Linked DNA regions of Mus musculus: regions 2 and 3 are each linked to region 1. The links are chromatin contacts, called in public Hi-C maps. All regions are on one chromosome and are shown on one strand. Each heading gives the region's core, a stretch centred on a gene start, on an enhancer-like site or on the middle of the called end of the contact. The rest is flanking DNA. Distances are from core to core; before and after follow the strand shown. Region 1 holds the start of Cdh7 (cadherin 7, type 2). Region 2 has its middle 610 kb from the start of Gm41929. Region 3 has its middle 680 kb from the start of Gm41929.

Region 1 (5,093 bases), core at 1,011-3,510:
AATCTTGTTTTTCTAGTTTTAGTTTTTAATTTGCCCTTGTATTACACCTTTCTGTCAGGTGTGATTTACACGACTTCCGTGAAAGGCTTTATGTTCCAATAAATACTTTACAAAATAACTTGAAATAAAATTTTCAAGAATGAAAAATCTTTTCTGTAATAAGAACTGAATGTATGGATAGACATCTGCATATTAAATGGCCCTGGACATTCTGTCAGTGAGGAGTCTTGCAAGACAAGGTGGGGGAGGGGGCAGTGATCAAGGGGGCTTCTCTGCAGAACCAGCAAATTCCCAGAGGAGGCACTGTTGTACTGTTGGTCAGAGTTAGATCTCCTCTGCTTGTTAGAGGCTAGGGAGATGGTCACACAGGACTCTGTCACATGGTTTGCCCTCAGCTCCCCTTTGCCACCAGAGCAAGGAAAGTCAGACTCTCTTATTCACTGCACAAACACTTGCATTTCTGTCCCTTTGGAATTAACTCGTGCATGCAGGCTAGTCTGGAAGTTTCTAAAATTCTCAATTTAAGATATGGGTTTGAAGCCTTCTAATGAAGTAAAAAACATTTTCTATTTCTTTTTCCTTCCAAGAAAGAACACTGTGATGCACTGCAAGCTGTTGAAGCAATAAATATAAATCCTTATAAAATTCAGGACGGTTGGAATCACTCAACAATAATATGTACAAAAGAAAACAAGTTAAGGATTTAGTATATAGCACCTTTCTGAAAGATTTGGAAAAGTATTTAACTTGACACATAGATGTATTCATTCTCTTTTTCTTTTCTTTTTTTTTTTTTTTTTTTTTTTTTTTGATATCTATATACAGTCTGAGAAGTTTAGACCCCTGATACCACTTAGAAACCAAAATACTGAATAATAGCAATGCTGGCAAGAAAATGATGCCTGAAAAGAGACAGTGGTTTTATTTTTCAGACCAAAGAAGGCTGAGCAGTAGCCAACAAATATGTTCTCCACCCTCTCTCCCTATTGGATGCTAAAAACCGAGAGTCAATTCAAGGGTACGTTTCACTAATATAGATGCCTTGTAGTAGCCTTTCATAAGAAAGAGAACAACTCTCTGACACTAAATCAATAAAAGTAGACTTAGGAAGAGGTGTGCATCTGTCAACTGATAGTTAATGCAATTCTAATGACCTATCGCAGTCTTTAATTACAGTAATACTTCACACTGAGAGTGCACAATGCCCTTTTAGTAACACTACAAACTAGAATAGCTTCTAGGAGGGTGATAGGCTGTGCCTCTTGCTTTATTTCTCTTTCCACACACAAAATTTCAGCAAGCTTACTCAGATAAAACTATTAAAACTGGATGCTGCCTCACAGCTTCCACTTAGCCACTGACAATTAAACAGGAGTACACAAGGAAGATTACCATGAAGTTGCTGGCCAGCAACCTATACTTTTGCAGTTACTCCATGCTTTTCAAAATAGCCCGTAAAAATAAAGAAAGTCATTTGAATGCATTTCTCTTTCACATAGAATAGCAAGCATTTGGCTCAACATGACGTCTGACCAGTTCTTTAGAAAACGAGCTGTTTGAGTGGGTTTCTGGAAGGTGCAGTTGGAATTACTCTTAGTTCTTCCTTCCCCTTAACAACTCTTTATAAAGACTCAAAACTACTTAGATTTTGCTGACCGTGCATCTACACAAACTTCCTTTTAATAATGGTTCCTACTACAACAGAACTCTAAAAATACATTTTTGGTTTTTGCACTAGCAATCTACCTTTAACAGCAAATACTGTCAATTTGCAATTTCAATACGATGACAATAAATTTTCCTATCTGTAAAGAGAGATTAAAGTTCTGTCAATCCACCTCTGTAAAAAACAAAACAAAACACCTGCTGGGCACTGATATTGTGGAGGGTAAGTCTTATTTTTATAAATATTGAATTTAATACATGACCTAAATATATCTCTTGCAAAGTAAAAGGTGTTTTACAAATATTAATGAATTACTATGCAAATTTTTCACAGTCTAGAGATTCTAAATCTGTGATTTTTTTTTTCCCTAACAGCTTATGATTTCCCCAGTTCAGGGTTAATTTATTTTGGTAATCTTTACTTACCTGAACTATGACATCTAAGAAATCCGAAGGGTTAATGATCTAAACCGTGAAGCCATTCAAAGCTAAGGTCCTTTTGTATCAATCCACGCTGGGAGGCTGGAAGGCTGAATACCAGCAACTAGCCTTGTGCCAAGTGAACCCACGAAGATGTCCAAGTCCAGAATGAATTCCAGAGAAGCAGGGTGCCCTTTTCCCAGCTCACACCAAAGGTACAAAGAGGCGAAGTGGAAGCAAACCCTGAAGATGCACCTGACCAACGGAATACTAATTACTAGGGGGGAAAAAAAGAGCAACCATACTTGAGTTCCACATTCACATAAGGCCAAAGAGGTCTAGGGCAGATGGTTCAAAGGAATCCTGCTCCTGCTTACACAAGGCACACACCTCCTTCCAGCCTCAGACCTCTGCAGAAAGCGGTGGCACAATTTGCTCCGAGTTGTGCCAGCATCAGTTCAAGGTCCACGGAAAGATCCGCTGGGTACCTCTTAGAGGACAGCGGTGGAGATGGCGAGTGTTTACCTCTGCATTTGAAGTGGGCTGGGATTGGGATTCACTCTCACCCTGACTACTTCCCTCGCGTTGCACCTGGTGTCTGTCAACACTGCTTTCCTGGAGGATCTCGGGAGAACTCAGTCCTCAAGCCTGTCCTGCCAGGCAGAAGCACGTCTCAACACAACACGCAGTAACTTGGGAACGCCACGGGAAACTCCGCACGGATACCCTCCCCCCCTACTCCCGCTCTTTGCTCACTTATCTGTCCGGCTCCCCGCGGTGCGCAGCGAGGGCGCGCTTCTGCGAGGGCGACCTCCCCAGCCCCAAAGGAGGCACACATACACTCACCTGGGGCCTCTCTACCCTGCCAGCAGCATCAGGCACCTGAAACCATGGCGTTTGCATTTAAAAGAATGCGCACTTGGCAAGGGGGTGGAAGGGGTGGGGGATCCACGGGCGCTCAGGGACGCTGTGCTCCCAGCTATGAGCGCCGGGCAGACACAGAAGCAGCGGACCGGCACCTGCTCAGCCCCGCAGCAGCCTACTCGTCTTCCAATCACAACGCACTCCGCAGGGCACAAGGACCCTGGGGGTCATTGAATGCTAGGGTCCCGCTCTTGATAGGGACGAAAAGGGCCATCATTATTCTTCCCTTCCCACCCCCACCCTCCACCCCCATCCCCCACACACGCTAATCCTCTGCACAACAGTCTAGGGTACCAAGTCCGGAGCCAACCAGAGCGCGCGTCCCCGGAGAGGGCGGGAGGGCGAGCGCGGGTGACTGCGAGAGGGCGCGCAGGGGCCGACTTGGGAGTGCGCATTAGAGGGAGATGCAGATCGCCGCGGGTTACCACTGGCACCTTGTCTGAGAGGCTACAGAGACTTCAGGACCTCCTGGAGAAACAGAAAGCGCTGTTGGCTAAGATTGCCAAGAGAGAGACGCTTAGTCGGCATGCGCGCGCGCGCGTACACACACACACAGACACACACAGACACACACACACACACATACACTCACACACACACACACACACACACACACACACACACACACACACACACACACACACATATGCACACACACATGCGCGCGCGCGCATCCTCCTCCAGCTCCTGGATGACTGATCAGTGCAGATGGATTCCTTTGCAGAGAAATAAAGAAGGTTGAAAGTGGGAGGGCCTCAAGCCTCCCCCTCATCCCTCCCACCACCAAAGTATTTGCATCTTAAAGCAAGAAAGTAGGGGAGTTTTAAGAAATTATTTTCAAGCCTTCCCCTCTCCCGTCAGCCTGTCTAAGAAACCTTTACCAATTAAGCTCTTGAGGCACCATGGAAGTCATAAAACTAACCAGAACTTACAATTTTATTGCTTGATAGTTTTGCCCTTTCATTCTCCTCGGACTGCCCTACTTTTTTCTTTCTTTACTTGCAGCATATGTACTCCCTTGCTGTACTCTTTAATGCAAAACTTCTGACGGGTGTGATTTCCAGGCATGGTGGAATCTAGGAGCTTCTGGAGGTCAGCAAGAGGGGAAAGAGAGAGTAGCTGGGTTTTTATTCACAATGCACGCAGCCATCTGTATGTAACTCGGTTTTGTTTTGTTTTGTTTTGTTTTTTGTTTTGTTTTGTTTTGTTTTGCCTCTGTGGGGTGCTTGATTTAACCTGGTGACTTGGTGTTTAGTCAGGGAGATGAGAGGTGAACAGATCAGTGTGCATTTCTTTGCTTTTCATTTTTCACGCCCTCCTTTTGCCCACTCAACGCACTCCACAATCAGAGAACAGACTCACCCTCAGACTCTGATTCCTTGATTTCTCATTCAGTCTATTTGGTGGATCCTTCTTGCCCTTCGCCCAATTTAATTTCTTCTGAACTTTTAACTTCTATCCCCCTCCCCCTCTGCCCAGTATTTAAAATGGACTGCACTCAAGTGACTAAGACAGGAGGATCTTGAAATCAAAGTTAGCTGGTCTACACAGAAACACCTTGTCTTAAAATAAATATAAACAATAAATACATAAGGTAAAATCGTAAAATTTATGCTACCAATCCAGTATCTTTGAACTCCTGGTAAATCTGTTACCTCTTTGTTTTCTAGTACATTACCAAAACTAAAAAGGCTTTGGAAAATATCCTTGTTTTTTCGTAGTTTGTTTGTTGATTTCCTCAAGACTATGCTTGTCTGGGTCCAGAAATACTTCATTGTCCAGATATTTAGACCTTAAACACACTGGCGTAGGGTTCTGGCTCTTTGAAAAGCTCAAATCCTGAGTTTTCCTTGCTCCTAGCACTTAATCTACAATGCTGCATCCTTCCTTCCCCAACCCCATCAACCCTCCCCCCACCCTTCCCCCACCCCTCCCCAAACTTGCATATACTTACTTTGCATAATGAACTGCATTCTGGGACACTAACTTTTCTTATAGCCCTTATGGACTGAAAACTAAAAAAAAAAAAAAAAAGGGGGGGGGGGCCCAGACCAGGATTCATTGAAGAAAATATGAAAATATGA
Region 2 (5,093 bases), core at 917-3,416, 1.4 Mb after region 1:
AACACATTCAAACATCAAAGGCTCAGAAAACATCCCTGAAGACTGGACAAAATGATTGTAAGATTCAGAGAATCAGAATATCTGGTTTTGACATAGTGTCTTCTACTTATGACCAGGATACTGTACTTAAAAAATTTTAAAAGTATGGTTACTGTCTTAGTTAGAGTTTCTATTTATGTGAGGAAAATACCATAGTCCAAAGACAATTTGCATAGGAATTAATGTAATTGGCTTCTACTTCCTTATTGCTGTTCATCATTGAACAAATTCCAGAGAAGAACCTGGCAGGAATCTGGAGGCAGAATCTGAAGTAGAGGCCATGAAGGAATGTTGCTTATTTGCTTATTCACTCTGCTATTTTTGTAGAATATAGGAATATCAGCCAAGAGATGGCACCACCCACAATGATCTGGGCCCTCCTTACTGATCACTAACTTAAAAAATCATTTATACACAGATAACATGTAGGCTTTTTCTCAGTCTTGGTTTGCTCCTTTCAGATAACTTAACTTAAAATTTGTCTTCTTTCATATTGCAACTAAGATCTACCTGGTGCTATTCCAATAACAAACACATATTTGAATTATGAACAACATGCCCCTATAATGAATGCATTGTTTTACTAGTTAGTATATTACAAAGGAAACTTTTTAAATTTGGATCTTCAGTTATTTAATTTTCTTTCTATTCTAATTCTCAATATAACTCAGCATCAATCAAATCAGTAAATAGCATGATTAACAAGGAAAATAAATTATGCCAGTCTATTGCAATGTAATGGAAGAAACATGCTAAAATGTGTTAATATTAAGGCATACCAGTGCTGAACAGTGACACGTAATATGTTGTTATTTAATCATTTCATCTGAATTTAATATTCCATCGCACAGCACAATGATCTCCCTAGGTTTTCAGTAGAGACAAAATTGACGGGAATTGAAAACCAATGAAACACTGTGTTATCCGGGTAAAGTGGAAGATCAAAACATTTGGTAGTGAGTCATTCTGGGTGGTAGCATGAGCTACATTAGTTCATTATATCAGGATGAATATTAAATAGTTCCAAGTTTTAAACCAGAAAATTAGAGCATAATTGGTTAGTTTCATTTCTACATCTAAAGCATTAAAGGTATATAGCACTCAAACAATGCTTATATTCCATGCAACTTGTTAGCAGAACATAACATAATGGTTTTCAAATAATGTGTTTGTAAATACTTATAAAACAAGCTTAGATGCTAATCTGGATAAAATGTCATTGAAAGAGAGGATATCTATATGTATGATAGAGGAGAAAGAATGCTTTAGTGGATTGTGGTAATTATCTGATGTTTAAATATAAGGAGTAATGTCAGCAGAGAGTTTGTGGTATAAAAGGCAGAGACACTGAAAAACGAAATATAGATTAGTTGCCTATAAGGAGTTAGCCTCTAGCACATTGGCTGCTAAATGTCCAACATTTGGGGAAGACATTATTATTGGAACATAACTCGGTAGGACTCTTGCCTACTGAAGCAAGCCAAAGCCCCTCCCACTTGTTAACTATGCATGTCTCAGTATGATGCACAGTCTTTACGAGCCATAATCACAATGGCATATGCCTTAAGATAACTTCTAAATCCATAAATAATACAAAACAGTTATTGATTTATTTTCTTTGAAATATTGATAGATAACCCTCATTTAATGATAGCTCATCAGTGTTGTGCTTCGGAAGTAGGAACTTGGGTAGCAGAGTTAAACACAGTAACTGGGTTATTCTGTAAGCCAGTAACTGAAATAGACTGGGTTACCACAAGACTTACGGCCTCTATGTAAACTGATTTCCTAAAGTGAGACTCATGAAGAAACTCCTTTCCTTCCCTGGAAAACATAAAATAAATGTCGTGAGGACTTTTTGACTAAATATCTGAAAATAAAAAAGAAAATATTTAATTTGAAGTTTCAAAATTGTAAGAAAGCCAGGCCTGTGAAGACAGCTCTGGGCCTCATCAGTAATAGAATCCCAATGTCCATTCATGTGACGGGATGGTTGTCTGGATGACAGCAGAAGAGCACAAAAATACCATAGCCAATTAGTTTCCTGTGCTGAAGCTGTGCTCTGTGGTGCTTTGCTGTTTCAACAGCTCATTACTGCATTAATGAGCAGGGCCTCAGAGACAGACATCTCACAGTAAGGGACACTTCTATCTCCCCAGCAGTAAGTTATTCACCCCTTCCTCATAAGCACTGCCAACTCCCTGCTAGTTCTCTAAGCAACATGGAAAATTTCAGACTGATCCACTTGGACGTAAAATAACAGCGATGGTGTACCATGTTTAAGAACTACTCTTTTCTTATCAGTCACACTTATGACACAGATTTGCATCTCTGAACAATATAGGCTCAAAATTAAATATTTTTTCTTCGTTTTTCGAAATGGAAATGTAAGTTTTGGTGTGTCTGACACTAAGCAAGAAAAAAAAACTTCTTTAATAATATGTGGAAAAATGAGTTCAACTATACTAGAGCAAATCAGATGAATTATGTTTGTTGTAAAATGTGATTAAATCTTAGAAAACATTAATATGAAATAATTTAATGCTATACTTATGAAACAAATTAATATGTGAGTTAAAAATATGAGATTATTGGAAATCTTGGACTTCAAAATACTTATTTTAGCATAAGCTTTAATTTTTACATTTTGTTTGACCATTTTGAATTCCTTCATTAGGCCTTTATTTCTTTCCAAGAAAAATATCTATAATAAGATAAAATACTGAGTTTTTCCCCTGCCATTATCCCCAAATATAACCAAGAATTCATTGTAAAAAAAAAATCTACTTAAATCAAACACCATGTCATTTTCAGAAATGTTTTATTTTGAAATTTTCAGTGAATAATTAGTAATTAAGTGATTCAGAGTAAAGTTCTGTCATTAGATGGGATTTTTACTTATTATTGTTTGCAATCTGAGAACATTAAAATAAGATATTTTGCATTCCAAATTTCACTGTCTTTCGCGTTGGCTTTGCTGTTTCATATGCTGTGAGTACAAAAGCAGAAGTTGGCTCACCCTTCATTTGTCTCAAAGCCAGAGGCTTTAAAGGAATTGAGTAAGATTTCAGATTCTAAGTCAGTGGCCTTGAAACAGTTAGAGCTGTACGCATTGCCTGACACATCCATCAGTACCGCATATGATTGATGGCACTGTTTCCGAGGCTTTGGAAATGATCACGAGAATGAAAGATTTGTCTGTCTGCATTAAAGCACAAAGTCATTTTAAAGACTAATTTCAGGAAGGTGAGAAATAACTGTCATCAACAACTAAAATTTTACAATCACTTTTAAAATGGCACAGGAGCCTAAAATATGAAAAGAAGTTCCTTCTGAGACTGTCTGACACCAATTGTGATATATTTATTAAAGTGTTTTAAATTCAGTATCTTGTGACAATGATAGAGTCTCTTTGACTTGTTATGATACTACCTTGAAGTACTACATATTTATTTTTAAAAGCACCTTGATTTTTTTTTCACTATTTTGTAAGACATACTGAGATATTTCTTTACTCAGTATCTGACCTTAACACTCAGAACTAATTACATTATCCAGGCCAATCTACATAGAAGATTGGCATAGTTAATGTAATTTGGCATAAATTATCCAGATTTGCTGCTCCCTCTCAGAAAACAAGTGATTCCATGAATGCAACATATGTAACATACAGCCACACATTTTCAGGTTCTTCTGCAAGGGCACATATTGGGAAATACATTAAAATATGCTTTTAGGGTGACTGAGTCTTTCTGCTTTGCATTATACTCATGTGCATCTTGTTTTCTACATTCTAACTTATGCATATTGATTGTAATATCTACTTATTTTTGGTTTAGTGTTTATTTGTTTGGTTTTTAAAATTGTGTAAAGTTCATTTCTAATTTCATAATTATTTCAGCTATTATGGAGTTGGCAGAAATAGGACAAGCATTTTATCATAAAAATATAAAAATTAAAAGTAGTAAAATCCTTCCTCTCTTGTGCTATTATCAGCATGAAATGAGTTCAAGTGAATTGAATATACCAAAACAAAAAGACAAATGGATCTGTTATGTTGAACACATGAGAGTTTGGAGGCTTTATCACTCATATTGACAACTCAAAGCAAATTAGTTTACCTGTCTACATATCACATCATCTTTAAAGGAGTCATGAATACAAATGATGCCAAATGTGTGATGATATAAGGTATTCAGCAAAGAAGGCTGCTCAGACATGGGCTAGTCAATTCAAAGTATTTATTATCCAGCTGGCAACTACACCTGGTATTTGTGATCCAGTGTACCACTGAGTAAGCTTTTAAGCATAAGGATTATCTCCTAAGTTGACATACTTCAGTTAACTAGAGCAGCTAACTAGAAGAAGAACTACAGAAGCTAAAAAATAAGGTTAGTATATTTTGAGACTTTCTCAGAAATAGATGAATTTTAATGATAAGGTCTTTGTTTTAATTTTGGCAGGTGGTGTTGCCTATATGCTTACACCATGGAGTCAGTAGTACTAAGGACTACTTAGTTCCTTTACCATCGGAACACTGGTAAGAAGCAATGGAACACATTAGGTACTTAGCAGTTGTTCTCACATCAATTAGAACTTTCTTGTTGGGACTTAGTACTCAGAATATTAATTTTCCCATACAGATTCAACTAATACGATAGTACCACAAAAATATTCTAAAATAAGCAAAATCGGTGGCAAGCTATCTGGACAATGCCAGATAATAAACCACGTTAGGTGAGGACAACCTTTAAACATATGCTATTTTTGAATGTCAGGATAAGAATTAAAATGGTGAGATCTAGATATAAACTATCCTTAAAATGTGTTAGCACTTTTACCTAGATGTAAATTATTTTATAAAGCCGGATTTTATGAAACTATACAAGTGGGCAATAGCATGATTGAAATAGTACAATAAACATGGATAAAAAAAGATCGGAAATGGGTATTTGGATTCACTGTTAACTCTTACGGCATTAGTAGATTAAGTGCTATATTTAGAAGTCTATTTAAAATTTGCCAATATGAATTTTAAATTGATTTTTCTAGTT
Region 3 (5,093 bases), core at 1,499-3,998, 1.3 Mb after region 1:
ATCCTTTTTTAGTAGAAGAAGCAGAAGGCACCATAGAAGCTTACAAGGAAGAAATGCAACCAATTGTCCTACCCAGCTGTTATGCCTATGAGCAATATCAATGATCAGTCTGGCATGGAGACACTAAAACTGCTGTAAGACCGGGTCATGCAGACTTTGGTGGAACCAACAGATCCTTACATGCCTTTAAGGCCTACTCAACAACAGGAAAACAATGCCTGGTGCTAGAAAACTGTCCAAATTGGGTCTTAGATGGCAACCTCCATAACCACTGTCTTGATTTAAATAAGAATGCCCCCTCATTATATTTGAATACTTAGCTAAAAAGCACTGGAATTCTTTGAAAGAATTAGAATGATTAAGATGTGTGACATTGTTAGAGGAAGTATGTCACTGAGAGCAGGATTTGAGTTTTCTATTGCTCATGCCAGACCCAAACTTTCTCATTGACTATTGCTTATGGATCAGTATCTATGTCTCAATTACTTCTCCAGCACACTCTCTGCTATGATGATAACGGACTAAGGCTCTGAAAATGTAAGCAGACCACAAAATAGATGTTTCTTTCATACTGTGTGTCTGGGTCATAGTGTCTCTTTAAAACAATAGAGCAGTGTCTAATACAAACGTTTGAAACGAGAATGATTCTGAATTTAATTCTAAATATAGACCTTATAATAACAGATAAATGTAGCACTCACTCCTCATCTAGGAAATTTCTCTTTGCAACAACAACAAAAACATTTTTGCAGACTCACAAATAATCAGACTGCAGAGTTGTAGGGCTCAGTTCTAATATGTACAGCTAGAAAACAACCCCTGCACCTAAACCTCAATGTTGTTGCAAAAGAAGGATCAGAAAGATTAAAGTGGCCAAGAGAAGAGGAACCACATTGTATAATAGTGTCTCCTAAAAAGTAACACAAAGGCTAAAGCATAAAGGACGTCAGGATGAATGGCAAAACAAGACCTGAACACAGAGAATAGGAATGAGTGTTGTAACATATAGGATAGAAAGCTTGTAGAGTCTCAACCTCAGAAAAAGAATTATGGAAAACTGTGGGATTCTAAGAATAAAAATGATCATTTTTGGAAAAGAACACCCCAGTAGTTATCTAATAAGAGATACTTAATCCTGAGCTTGTACACACACCTGTGTGTGTGCGCGCACACACACACAAACACACATGATTCTATACAGAATTAACGAGTTTTATTTATATATTTGAAAAACATATTGACAATTAAAGAATACTACAACATGAATTTGAAAGAGAGCATCAGTAATTCATGGAAGAAAGTTATATAGGGAAAAGGGAAGAAAGTAATTTATTTATATTATAATCATAAGCAATAAAAATGTTTCATTAAAAAGTAAAAGATCTATATTTTGCCACTGTATAAAATTAAAATCTCTATGAAAAAAAGTAATTTTTTCCTTACAAAGTAGAATATTCAAGCATGAAAATGTGTGTCTAAATCATCATTGTTATATTGTCCATTGAATACTTGCTTGAAGACCCTAGAGCTGTCTCTACACGTGTAGTTCTGTTTGATCATCAGAATACAAATTATTTGAAGTAAGGTCAATTTATGAAGCAGATTTATAAAATTAAAGTTATGAAAATTTTTTGTTTATAAACTGTATAAAAGTATACTATTTAAAATGGTTAAACCTATAGAAAGAGCATAATTTTGGTTGGGTACGAATTAGGATAGAAATTGATAGACTTGGAAAAGGAGACAACATGATCAAAATATACTGGATGAAAAAATCTGACAGAAATATATTAAAGCATAAAAAACAAGAGTTCAGCATTTGCTGTGCTTCTGTTTCTGAGGATGTGAAAGATATTAGGTTTGGTTTTGTGTGTGTGTGTGTGTGTGTGTGTGTGTGTGTGTGTGTGTGTGTGTGTATTGTGGTTTTGAAACATTTTTATATTGATGTGTTCAGGTTATAAAAGCCTTAATTACAATATTGCTAAAACATCAAAGTTTACTACCAATTTGGTTTCTCACAGCTGTACTTTCTTATAATCTTACCAGTTGTTTTATTCTTTGAAATACAGTACTCCTTAGAAAATACATGGTCACATATAAAGTTGTCCATAAAGACAACATCTTAAATCCTAACTGAATTAAAAAACTGATTTTTTTTATTCTGGTTCCATAAAAATCTAATAGGAACAGTGGTTCCAGTTTCAGAAAGCTGATACCAATTTTTTTTTATTCAGAGGTCCTATATAGTTTCCTTGTACTGGGTACATTCCTATATCAACCATACATGCCCCAGATGAGCTCCTTATTCTGACTTCTAGAATTTAGTAGCCTGTGCTGAAATATATCTGACTTTTATTGAGTCTGCTCATATTTTTCCAACATCAGTATTCCATTCATCATCAGATCCTGCTGTGTCCTGCCACCTGTCTCTTCCATCTGTGTTTCTTTCTGTTACAGTTGCATGCACCCTTTCTTTGCTCATTTTTCTGTCTACTCACCCATTAGCTATAAATGAAGCCTGTTGTTTCCAGTCTGTCGAAAGTGTATCATGGACCTTCATTTTATTTTTCTTATTACAATATTGCTTTACATAAAAATGAATGAAACCTTTAGCTTTTCAAACAGCAAAGTGACAGCTTTGCAAATTAAACATTTAGAGGCATGCTGTTCGTTCAAAGGGAGCACATATCCCTTCCACCCGGTCCTTTCTGCTGGGGCAGCCTGCTAGATAATCTGCTCCCATGGAGACACCATATCCTGAGGCACCACAGAAGATCTGCTGCAGTCAGAGCGGTTGGGTATCTGACACCACAGTCTGAGGCATCCCAGGAGATCTGCCACACATAAGGCAACCAAGCAACTTAAGGTCAGTTTGTCTGCTCGTCTGAGACACCACAGCTTGAAGGCATGCCAGGAGCTCCTCTGTACACAGTGCAACTGGGCAACAGACACAACAGTCTGAAGACCTCCTGGGGCTCTGTGACATGCACAGAAACTGACCCAACAGATTGAAAGCCTCCCCGGAATTCTGCTGCACACAGGGGAACAGAAACAACAGTCAGTAGACACTTCTGGCGAGTATCTTCACACAGGACATGGACACTCAACAGTCTGAAGGTCTCCCAGGAGAACTACTGCATGCAGGGCAACAGATCAGCAGCTTCTCTATCCCTCTGAAGAGGCCCTAGTTTGATGGGTCCACAGGTGGTCTGCCACAGCCAGGGAAGCAGGCCTACTAAGAGACCTGAAGCAACCAAGGGATGAAAGAGGCAGACTCCAGAGTCACCCAGACCAGCAAACCAAGGGACAACCAGATGGTGAGAAGTAAGCACAAAACTATGAGCATCAGAAGCCAATGTATGTGGGCATTATCAGAATACAGTTCACCCAGAACAGCAAGACCTGAATACAACAACACATATAGAAATAAGGAAGGTGACCAAAAATTCTATCACACAAAGGTAATAGAGTCCTTTAAGGAATATATAAATAACTCACTAAAGGAAATACCAGATAACGCAATCAAGAAGAAGGAATTGAATACAGCAGTCCAAAACCTAAAAGTGGGAGTAGAAACAATAAAGAAAACACAAATGGAGGCAAACATGGAAATGGAAAATCTAGAAAAGAGGTCAGGAATTACAGATGTAAGTATCACCAAGAGAATACACTTGATAGCATTTTCTTGGTGATACTTATATCTGTAATATACTAGCCCAGTCCTACAAAGGACCCTAGAAGAAAAACTCCAACATAAGGAAGGTAGCTCCACTAAAAAAAAAAAAAAAAAAAGGAAAGAAAAGAAAAGAAAAGAAAAGAAAAGAAAAGAAAAGAAAAGAAAAAACATATCAGGAACCAAGCGTTATCAGTCTTTAATATCTCTCAATATTAATGAACTACATACAACCATAAGCTAACAGACTGGACGAGCAAAGAGAATCCAGCATTTTGTTCCATACAAGAACAGAAAACAATAACAAACACAGACACTATCTTAGGGGAAAATCATAGTAAAAGGTCTTATAAGCAAATGGTCCCAGTAAACAAGCTGAAGTTGCCATCCTGGCAAAAGTTATCAAACATGTTGAAAAAGGACATTTATTATTTATCAAAGGGAAAATTAACCAAGAGAATGTGGCAATTCTGAACATCTATGCCACAAATCTAAGGGGACCCACATTCATAAATGAAACTTTACTTTTTTTTTTGGTTTTGGTTTTTCAAGACAGGTTTCTCTGTGTAGCCCTAGCTGTCCTGGAACTCACTTTGTAGACCAGGCTGGCCTCAAACTCAGAAATCTGCCTGCCTCTGCCTCTGGAGTTCTGGGATTAAAGGCGTGTGCCACCACACCCAGCTGTGAAACTTTACTAAATCTCAAAACACAGAGTAATAGTGGGAGATTTCAACAGCCCACTCTCACCAATGGACAGGTCATTGAAACAGAAACTAAATATCCACAGTGAAACTAATATATGCTATGAATCAAATGGAATTAACAGATAACAACAGAACATTTCAACCTAAAACAAAAGAATACAACTTCTTATTAGAACCTCATGGTACCTTCTCCAAAACTGACCATCTAATTGGTTACAAAACAAACCTCATCCAATACTGGAGGACTAAAATAATTCAGTAAATCCTCTCAGATCACCTAAGACTGGTCTTCAATAACAGCAAAAACAATAGAAATCCCATCACATACAAGTGAAATCTGATAATTCTTTAATCAATGATGCCTTGGTTAGGGAAGAAATAAAGAAATAAATTAAAGATTTCCTGGAATTTAATGAAAATATTGACACATTATACTCAAACTTATAGGACACAAGGAAAACAGTGCTAAAAGGAAAATTCATAGCACTAAGCACCTTGGTAAAGAAACTAGAGAGCTCTTACACAAAAAACCTAACAGCATACCTAAGAGCTCTAGAGAAAAAAAGAAGCACACATACCCAAGAGGTGTAGACAGCAGGAAACAGCCAAACTCAGTGCCAAAATCAACCAAATAGAACAATACAAAGAATCAACAAAACCAAAAGTTGGTTCTTTGAAAGAGTCAACAATATAGATAAATCTCTAGCCAAACCAAC

Evidence for each region. A called contact is a pair of places that touch in the nucleus more often than the background predicts.
Region 2: a contact with region 1 is called in a Hi-C map of cerebellum, with 2.3 times the contacts expected there. The contact joins the enhancer-like site here to the promoter of Cdh7 in region 1. A contact is called at or near these places in 3 of 39 promoter capture datasets (hippocampal neurons and liver), 1 of 484 Hi-C or Micro-C datasets (cerebellum) and 1 of 115 datasets of contacts at active chromatin or transcription factors (stem cell-derived neural progenitor cells).
Region 3: a Hi-C map of cerebellum shows a contact between it and region 1, with 4 times the contacts expected there. The contact joins the enhancer-like site here to the promoter of Cdh7 in region 1. A contact is called at or near these places in 3 of 39 promoter capture datasets (embryonic stem cells, hippocampal neurons and stem cell-derived epiblast-like cells) and 2 of 484 Hi-C or Micro-C datasets (cerebellar granule neurons and cerebellum).

What each region holds. Positions count from the first base shown.
Region 1 is chr1:109,980,890-109,985,982 of GRCm38.p6, reverse strand. Cdh7 (cadherin 7, type 2) reads right to left here and starts at 2,260. Exons shown (of 12, transcript NM_172853.3): 1 at 2,092-2,260.
Region 2 is chr1:108,575,049-108,580,141 of GRCm38.p6, reverse strand. No RefSeq gene overlaps it. Among named protein-coding and RNA genes, the nearest start is that of Gm41929, 610 kb to the right of the region's middle. Within about 2 kb of position 2,166, at least 3 of the 459 cell types and tissues checked have an H3K27ac peak or open chromatin away from gene starts, as enhancers often do. A contact at or near this core is called in cerebellum, where this site is marked.
Region 3 is chr1:108,647,531-108,652,623 of GRCm38.p6, reverse strand. No RefSeq gene overlaps it. Among named protein-coding and RNA genes, the nearest start is that of Gm41929, 680 kb to the right of the region's middle. Within about 2 kb of position 2,748, at least 6 of the 459 cell types and tissues checked have an H3K27ac peak or open chromatin away from gene starts, as enhancers often do. A contact at or near this core is called in cerebellar granule neurons and cerebellum, where this site is marked.